Regions from separate parts of the Mus musculus genome. Here region 2 is linked to region 1. Evidence: chromatin contacts called from public HiChIP or PLAC-seq data. All regions are on one chromosome and are shown on one strand. Each heading gives the region's core, a stretch centred on a gene start, on an enhancer-like site or on the middle of the called end of the contact. The rest is flanking DNA. Distances are from core to core; before and after follow the strand shown.

What was found. HiChIP or PLAC-seq counts read pairs in DNA pulled down with a chosen protein or histone mark.
Region 2: a contact with region 1 is called in an H3K27ac HiChIP or PLAC-seq map of trophoblast stem cells, with 13 times the contacts expected there. The contact joins the promoter of Cstl1 here to the enhancer-like site in region 1. A contact is called at or near these places in 5 of 39 promoter capture datasets (the 3T3-L1 cell line, the SN4741 cell line, embryonic stem cells and 2 more), 4 of 15 datasets of contacts at CTCF or cohesin (the NIH/3T3 cell line, large pre-B cells, pro-B cells and 1 more), 24 of 484 Hi-C or Micro-C datasets (B cells, LSK cells, the N1E-115 cell line and 15 more), 7 of 115 datasets of contacts at active chromatin or transcription factors (the NIH/3T3 cell line, astrocytes, bone marrow-derived macrophages and 4 more) and 1 of 9 other capture datasets (macrophages).

Annotation. Positions count from the first base shown.
Region 1 is chr2:148,115,387-148,119,738 of GRCm38.p6, forward strand. No RefSeq gene overlaps it. Among named protein-coding and RNA genes, the nearest start is that of Gm24221, 34 kb to the right of the region's middle. Within about 2 kb of position 1,970, at least 8 of the 459 cell types and tissues checked have an H3K27ac peak or open chromatin away from gene starts, as enhancers often do. A contact at or near this core is called in extraembryonic endoderm stem cells and trophoblast stem cells, where this site is marked.
Region 2 is chr2:148,748,358-148,752,709 of GRCm38.p6, forward strand. It overlaps Cstl1 (cystatin-like 1), which reads left to right and starts at 2,004. Exons shown (of 4, transcript NM_177655.4): 1 at 2,004-2,043; 2 at 2,454-2,797. The coding sequence starts at 2,570.

The sequences.
Region 1 (4,352 bases), core at 720-3,219:
TATCAAAACAAACTTACTAACCAACCCCTAAAGCAAGTCATGTATTCCCATTGTATTTACATTTGCATCACGGCCTTTAATGATTTTCATTTTGTGTGTTCATGTGTGGGGTGTGTGTACCTGTTTATGATGTGTGCATGTGCATGTAGTTACATATATGTATGTATATTATATGCCTGGAGGTCAGAGGTAAATACTAGACATCTTCTTCCATCCCTCTCTACATTATATTTTGAGGCAGGGTCACATGGACCCAGAGCTCATCAATTTAGACGTCCATGGAACTTCATCAGCACTGGGCTACACACAGACATCACTGTGTCCAGTTTTTACATGGATGCTGAGTATCCAAACTCTGCTCCTCATGCTTGCACACTAAGCTCTTTCCTGATGGAGTCTCCTCTTCAGCTCCTGCAGCAGTCCTATTTATATGCCTGCGATTTATCATCTGTCCTTCCTACTAGAGTACAGGCTCCGTATTCTGAACATCTATCCTGGCGTACTGTAGGCACTGAATAAAATGTATTGAATATATGCATAAACAAGACAGTTTTGAAACAGGTCCAACTTGTGACAAGCACAAGGGATTTTTAGAATGATGCATTTCTTTAGGACTTTGTGGGCTAAGTGTGGGTCAAGGAGGCATGCCTGTTAAATGTTGTGACTTCAGTCATGTAAATTAGAAAAATCCACAGAGTATAACCCAGGTGATATTTCCCTGCCTTATAGTATCTGTTTTCCTCTGGGCCATCACTTCACTCACCAATCAAACCTGTGACATCAACTGTTCTCACTCATTAACCTGCCTGAGTTCATCTTTAACCACCAGGGACAGTTCCCCATCATAAAGCACACCTCCTCTTTCATGACTTGGGCCTGGTTTTCTTGCTCCATGGTTTCCTTGCTCCATGGGAGCCTAGTCTATTGCAAGCCTGATTAAATGGAAGACAGAGCCTATGCAGGACCCTCAGCCACAGAGTCCGTGGGTCTTGGGCTAGTAATGTGCCAGTATCCCACCCCTAGGGCCATTCCAAATATGAGTTACTGAACTTCCAATGTTTTTAAATGTCTATCTGCTAACTAGTCATCCACACCCCATTACTCTTCCCCTTGCCTCCTCCGCCTTTCTTACACAGTCCCCTACTGTGCTTTTTCAATTCCAGCAAGTTCTTTTCCATCATGTCCTCCTGGTGGCACATTTCCAGCAAATACTTGCCTTTGTGCTCACACTGGGAAGAATGTACTGGAAAGAGTCAGGGCATAGTAAGTAGTGCATTTTCTCTATTCCTCTTACTTAGTATCTTCCTCATCAGGACAGAGCCTGTGCCACTGGCAAGCCTGGCCTCTACCTGGACCTGTGAAGGAATGACTTTCTGGGAGTGCGCTGGACCACCAGCAGCCCTATTTAGGAGTCAGTTAGAATTCAGAGGTGCAGGCTCTACCTTGGAGCTGTGGGATCAGAAACGGAGTTGGCTCAGTACCACAGATGCCAATACTAATAGCTTTCCACAGGATCCAGCTCCAGGAAGTGTGGAGACACCACTTTAAAGTCATCCCAGTCAAATGGATGGGCAGTTCTCTCCTGCACTGACTACTAGTGGGAGGTTTGCTTAGGATCATGTGATGACTCTTAGCAGTGATGACAGATGATCTCAATATTATTTAACAAATATGATTATTCTTATTGTAGGTAGATGGCATAGGGCTTTGCATTGGAGACCACTATGTGGACCATCAGCTTTTATCAGTGTTGGGTGCATCCCTGGATATTTTATCATTTCCATACTTGCCATACTGGGGCTCATTTGTGCTTCCAACAGCCGCCAGTGCCTATATACCTCAGGGGGTCTGACCTGAGGCTTTGATTGTTTTGCTTGTGTGGGGAGCTGAGACAAGCTATTAACCAGTGACGGAAGTGTCCATGACTCATTGGGACTCACAGGACTCAGAAAAGCAATCAGAACCACCTATGTGTTGTTACGACAGCAGGACACAGATTAAAATCAGCAGAATCGAATCACTGGGGTCAGGCTCAGAGTACCAAGCTGTGGTACTCCAGCTTCTCTTCCCCAGGGGGCTCTGACAGCAGAGCCTGATTTTCCCTCCACTGTTGAGGTAAGCCACACTCATATAGCTTTACTAACCAGGGACACGAAGTATCCAATAGTCACACAGACATGACTGCTCATCTGGCTCATTATAATCTCTAGCGCCCTCTGAGGTCAAACAGACACCTAGGCCCCCACCATAAATGGCATTGTTAACATGGGCTATCTGGTGTGGCCCAAGGTCCCAGCTAAATAAAGACTCTTATCACCTGGGACATTCCAAGGTCTGAGAGGTGACCTCCCTTAAGCTGTCCAGTAACTAGATCTTTCTTAGAACTGATTTAACCCTTTGCTGAATGTAGAACAAAGTACTCCAGATGTCTCATTGCCCACTGAGCCTACCCTAGCTGTGTCCAGCTGTGACTCCATCTCCAGTGCTCCCTGGCAGAATGGATCACTCTAGAGTACCGGGTCCTGGCTTATTTCTCCCTTTCCCAATTTTGTCATCTCCCCTGCTTGTTATTGTTCTGGGGCATATCCTAACTGAGTCCATTCATCCCCTTGTTTCTGAGGATGTTTCTTGCAGGGAATGCAGACAACATTAGATGCTATAAAGCTTTTCTACGTCCCAGATTTCCATTTCCTTGAGCCTCTTGTGAGTCACTGTGATGTCCTAGTCTCTCTGTGCAGTTCCCCACACCAGACAGAGCCCTACTGACATTGATCACACTGTCTTACCAGCTCTTAGCTTGCACCACTCCCTGCCGTGTTGCTTTCTTTGCACCTACATTTTTTTCAGAAGACCCACGGATTACCATCGTCCTATGCAGCATTGATAGCCCGTGGAATCTGCTGTTTCTGCTGGCCTCTGATGCCATGGTCCTCCATAAAACCTCTTGCCAGGTACCAGAGACTTGGTAAAGGATTTCCTGAGAACTGAAGGCTGCCTTCTATGAAGCAGGTTTTACATCTTTTGAAGGCATCTGACAGTCCTGAGTCAATTATGGGTGCTAGGACCCAGATGAAACTGTCATACTCCTTTTACTTGGTGACCCACTGTCATTAGCACAACAGTTCTCAACCTGTGGGTTGTGACCGCCACAGGGGACATGTATCAGATATCCTTCATATCAGATATTCACATCATGATTCCTAACCTTAGCAAAATTACAGTTATAAGGTAGCAGCAAAAACACATTTATGGGGGGGGGTCACCAGAGCATGAGGAAGTGTATTAAAGGGTCCCAGCATTAGGAAGGCTGAGAACCACTGCTGTAGGAAGGCTTCTCAATCAGGCAATGACTTCTTGGTTTTTTTTTTTTTATATTTTTTATTAGGTATTTTCCTCATTTACCTTTCCAATGCTATCCCAAAAATCCCCCATATCCTCCCCCACCCACTCCCCTACCCACCCACTCCCACTTTTTGGCCCTGGCGTTCCCCTGTACTGGGGCATATAAAGTTTGCAAGTCCAATGGGCCTCTCTTTTCCAGTGATGGCCGACTAGGCCATCTTTTGATACATATGCAGCTAAAGACAAGAGCTCCGCTTATCACCTCTCCAAAGGCAATTTCTCAGGCAAGGATGGGAGTAGGGGGTGGATGAAGTTTTACCTTAAACACCTCCCACACACAGGAAGGACAGAATTTTGTCCCTCTGCCTGCTGATATTGCTCTTTTCCTCTCTCACCATCCTTTCTCCTGTTAGTGAGAGTCTCCTTATATGACTTCTGTTCAGCATGACAGAAGCCTTCCTACCTACCAGTTCCTCATTACAACATCTTTGCAGTCTCCAATTCCATCCAAATTTCATGCAACCCAGAGAAATAAGAGGACAGAACTATGCTCATTTTACTGATGAAAAGATGTAGACCAGAGAAGGATACAGCCAGCTGTGCATGCCAGGCACTAGCATATCAATGTAGGATTGTAATGTAGGTATTAAAATTATTATTGTTACACAGTTTATTGACATTTTCATTTAGAATACTGTATATTTGGACCATTTTCCTCACCATTCTCCTCTTTTGCTCTCCTCCCCCTAGCTACCTTTCTCTTCCTAAATATCCCTGCTTCTGTTTCCATGTTACATGCTTTTGTGTATACACATATAAAGCAAAGAGTATTAGTCTTCCTGAACATGTCTTATCTCATTAATATGATGGTCTCAAGTCCCACCCATTTCTCCACAAATGATAGACTTTTATTCTTCTTGATTCTATGGAAAATTCCACTGTGAGCATGTATGCTCGTGTGTGTATTTGTGTGTGTGTGTGTACACGTACATTTGTGTGTGTGTGTTTCA
Region 2 (4,352 bases), core at 754-3,253, 630 kb after region 1:
TGTCTTTATTCCACAAAGAGCTTGGACTAAGGCTTAAGGCTCACCAGACAATGGACCCCACTTAGTTCTTGAACATTAAAAAAAACTGCCCATTTATTCTATATCCCATTGATACAAATAGGCCAGTTATTTCTCCTTTATCCCATAGATTAAATAAATATTTATTTTCTCCTCCAAATCATCAGTCTTTCTGGTATTGTTTGGGGGGAACTAATTCAGGAAACAAGATGCCCACACTGACATGAGGCAGGAAGCAGTTCTATTGTGCAGTTATGACTTACACTCAGGCTCAGCAGAGGACTGTTTGAAAAGCTCAGCCCCAGGGCTGGAGAGATGGCTCATTAGTTAAGAGTACTGTTGCTCTTGCAGAGAAGCCCTGTACCTGATTCCCAGCACCCACATTGGTGGTCCACAACCATCTGTAACTCCAGCTCATGGGACTCTGACGCTCCCTTCTGACTTTGTCAGACATCAAGCACACAAGTGGAACACACATGTACATTCAGGCGGAACATTCATAAATATAAAATAAAAATTTAAAATACATAGCAGAAAGAAAGAAAGAACTGAACCCCAAGTTCAGTTAAACAGAATGTTTCGTACACCTCTGTCCTTCTGCTGGCACATAACAATCCAATTTTGTTGGCTATATTTAGCTTAATTAATAGTGTGTTGATTGTCAATAAGCAGAGTTCTTCCTCCACCCAAGTAGCAGAGCTTACTTAACAAGTCATTTCTAATACAGAGGAGAAAGGTATAGGTGAGACATCTATTTTGTAGTGAGTTCGGCTCATCCAACCTAGAGTGTTCTAAAGCTTCCATGTCTGGAGCTCGACAGATTCTAGGACTCTATGGAGCACAATATGGACGCTGTGGTACCCTAATAGTACTATAAACTATTATTACTGGAGGGACACAATGAAGCTTAGACTAGGACTAGGAGCTCATCAGACAATGGATCCAGCATATGAATCAGATTCAGGAAGAATCACACAGATGATTTTGAGAAATCTCCAGTGCTGGACACAAGGACAAATGCTAGGTGTGGTGGCACACACCTTTAATCCCAGTACTCAGTAGGCAGATCTCTGTGAGTTCCAGGCCTGCCAGAACTCTATAATGGGACTCTGTTTCAAAAACAGAGATGAAAAAATCTAGGCTCAGGGAGATTAAGTAGCCCAGAATCTCCAGAGTACAGCTGGAGCATGAGACATGTGTGTTGCCTGCCATATCACTCTGCTTCTCAATGACTAGTTTTAGTTTTTAACGTTTAAACTTTAATTTTGAAATAATATGAAACTTACAAATAGACTGAAAAGATCCCGAACAAACAAAAGCCCACAGAACCTCGCCTAGGTCTTTAACCTCCTGAAACATTGACATAATCCCAGTACAACTATAAAACTAAGAAGTTAGCATTTCACAATACAGTCACTACAGTACATTCAGATTGTGGTATATGTGCGTGCGTGTGTGTGCGTGCGTGTGTGTGTGTGTGTGTGTGTGTGTGTATGTTGGTGCAGGTAGATGTGTATGAAGGCCAGAGGTTGCTATTGGAATGTCTTACAGCATTACTCTCTGTCTTATTTTTGAGGCTAGGTCTCTCAATGAACCTAGACTTAGCATTTTGTCCACACTGATTGACAGGTGAGGCCCTGGGACCCACCCATATTTGCTTTCCAACACTATGGCTATTAGTGTTCACAGCCCAATCTGACTTTTCTGTGAGTGCTGAGGATCTAAGCTAGGATCCTTATGCTGACACTGAAGAAAACATCTCTCTAGTCCAAGGCTTTGTTGATTCTCTTACTATTGTTCTTTTGCTGGGGGCAAAACATTAGGGTACTGTAATGAGCTCTTAACATACAGGTTGCACCCTGCAGCGATAATTTCTGAGTAAGACTCCTGGCTGACTTCACATGGGGAGCTTGGGGTTACCTCACAAAGCTCTGCTGGGTCATAACAGGATTACAAGGGATAGCCTGGGAACCTGCCAGCACAGTGGGAAACAGCAGAGAGAAATCTGTGGCAGGTAGGAGGCAGGTGAGTAAGGGGACCTGACTGAGGAAGCACAGGGGTTGCTGGTGACTTGATAAGGTGGGTGGAATATACTACGCCAGGTTCCATGTGGTCAATTCCTTTGTCTCAGTTCAAATACAACTTATTCCATAAACTTTCATCTATTTCCATACACAGTGCCCTCTGCTATAGCATGTCTTTATTGTGTGGCTCTGAAGTCTGTTCTTGGGATCACACTACATGTACAGGCAAGGCTAGGGAACGCTCTCATGGCTTGGTATGTGTGCAGAGACAACCTCTTAACCTGGATTGCTAAAGAACAGAATGGCCATTGCTAGTGGCAGGAGCACTGCTCTGGCCCTTGGGAAGTTTTCCATGGATAGTGTCCTTAGCACTTTGGAAGAGTGAACTCAGTGTCTTGATCTCTGCTTTAGGGTCCGTGAAGCTGTCTCCCAGGAAGCCAATGCCGGCAAGACTGCTGTGGAAGGCGGAGAGAACTGTTGCTGCACTCGAAAGCTGGCAGCACTGCAGCTAAGTGCCTTCCGAAGCCATGGAGATGAAGGCCAGAGGTTTGAGGATCCCCTTGCTGCTGTTGCTGGTGACTGTGGTCGTAATGGCTAAGGTGAATCACATCCAGAGGTGGGGGGGTTTCAAGGAGAAGGCCATGAGCAAGAAAAACATCAACTCGACACTCCATTTTTTCATCCGCTCTTACAACAACGCAAGCAACGACACCTACTTGTATCAAGTTCAGAAGCTAATTCAAGGTCAGATGCAGGTTTGTGCTTTGTTGCCCGGACATCAACACAAGCCCCATCCTGCTTCTTGAGACATATGGGGATTTTCTATAACCAAGTCCTGGAAACTCCTCAGGTAGCTTCATGTGCAATGGGTGCACACGATATCTCTGAGTTAAGCAGCTCATTTGGTCATCACAGCCAGGTCGTGACCTAGTCTGGCCTCAGGCTGGAAACTAATCCTTACTACCTTTTCCTTGGCCAAAAGCTGACCTGTAGCTACTCTGCATTGTTCTATGGGAGAAATTGCATTTTGTTCTGCCTACCAGAGGGCAGCATGGGGATGTCTTTTTTTTTTTTTTTTTTTTTTTTTAATGATATTATCTGGAAAAACCATAAGCAGGCTCTGTAGATTCCTTTACTTCCAACAGCATTTTTATTTCTTCAGTGTCCAGGACTGTAAATCAGGATTGAATTTTGTGTTTGAGACATTTAGAGCAACAAGTCTTTGGTGAGAGCAATGGGGTCAGGGAATGCAGCCAGATTAATTCTACCTGTTTTTAGGCACAGTCCTCCCTCCTTCCATGTGAGTGCTAGGATCACATGTGCGTGTCATTGTGCCTTCTCTTTTGTTTTACACACAACTTTGTTGTGAATCTTATCAGTCGAAAGGCGGTAGAGGAAAGCATTTGCTTGAAAACTATTGAGCCAATGTTTCCTCAAGGTCAGATCAAACCAGTCAGAAACAATTCTGCTTCCTAGCTATGCAGTTTTGAGAAGAAATCGTTCACTATGAGAGAAGATTACTAGTCAGAGAGAATGGAAAGCAGATGGAACAGGAGTTAACAGCAAGAAGGGGAAGACATGGGGCCGGGTGGGCAATGTAAGTTTGATAGCTAAAGTTCCTTAATCCCAACACAGACATTCCTGGGGATTCCTTGGTATTATGCACTATAACCACAAGGTGGCGCTGCTTCGTCTTCACTTTGATCGGTTTCCTTAAACTATAATTGAGATACTAATATAACCTGTGAAATCAACCTTCTACCATTAACAGTTAACTAGTCGAAAATATTTTTTAAATGTTTATATGCAAACTTGAAGTTATTTAAAGTGATAAGCGGACAATTTGGACCTGTCACTTGGAAAGGGAGGATCATGGACACAGGTTTCTGGACATCTCAATATCTAGATGTGACTTTGAACGTCTCAATCCTGCAAAGAGGGGGTAGTAGACAAGCGTGGTAAGTGGTGGGCCTGGTTTCACCTTTCAGCTGTTCCCAGCTGTGGAATCATGATTACGCATCATCTAGAATCTTTCCTGCCGCTTCTTCAGAGGCAAAATGAGTCAGAACAGCAACAATTTAGCACAATGCTGCCACCTAGTGGCACTTGTCAAATATTTACTGATATGGCTGTATTCTAAGTGAACAATGGAGACTAATAGTGAGTAAGAAGTTTCATGTGCATGCATGTTTTAGGTTTCCTCTACATACAACCTGCCGATGGCTAGGCAGTGTGACAGTGGTTGGCACAGTTCTACAACATCCCCGTGCATATGTAGAATGGCCACCTTGATGACAGCAGAGGAGCACG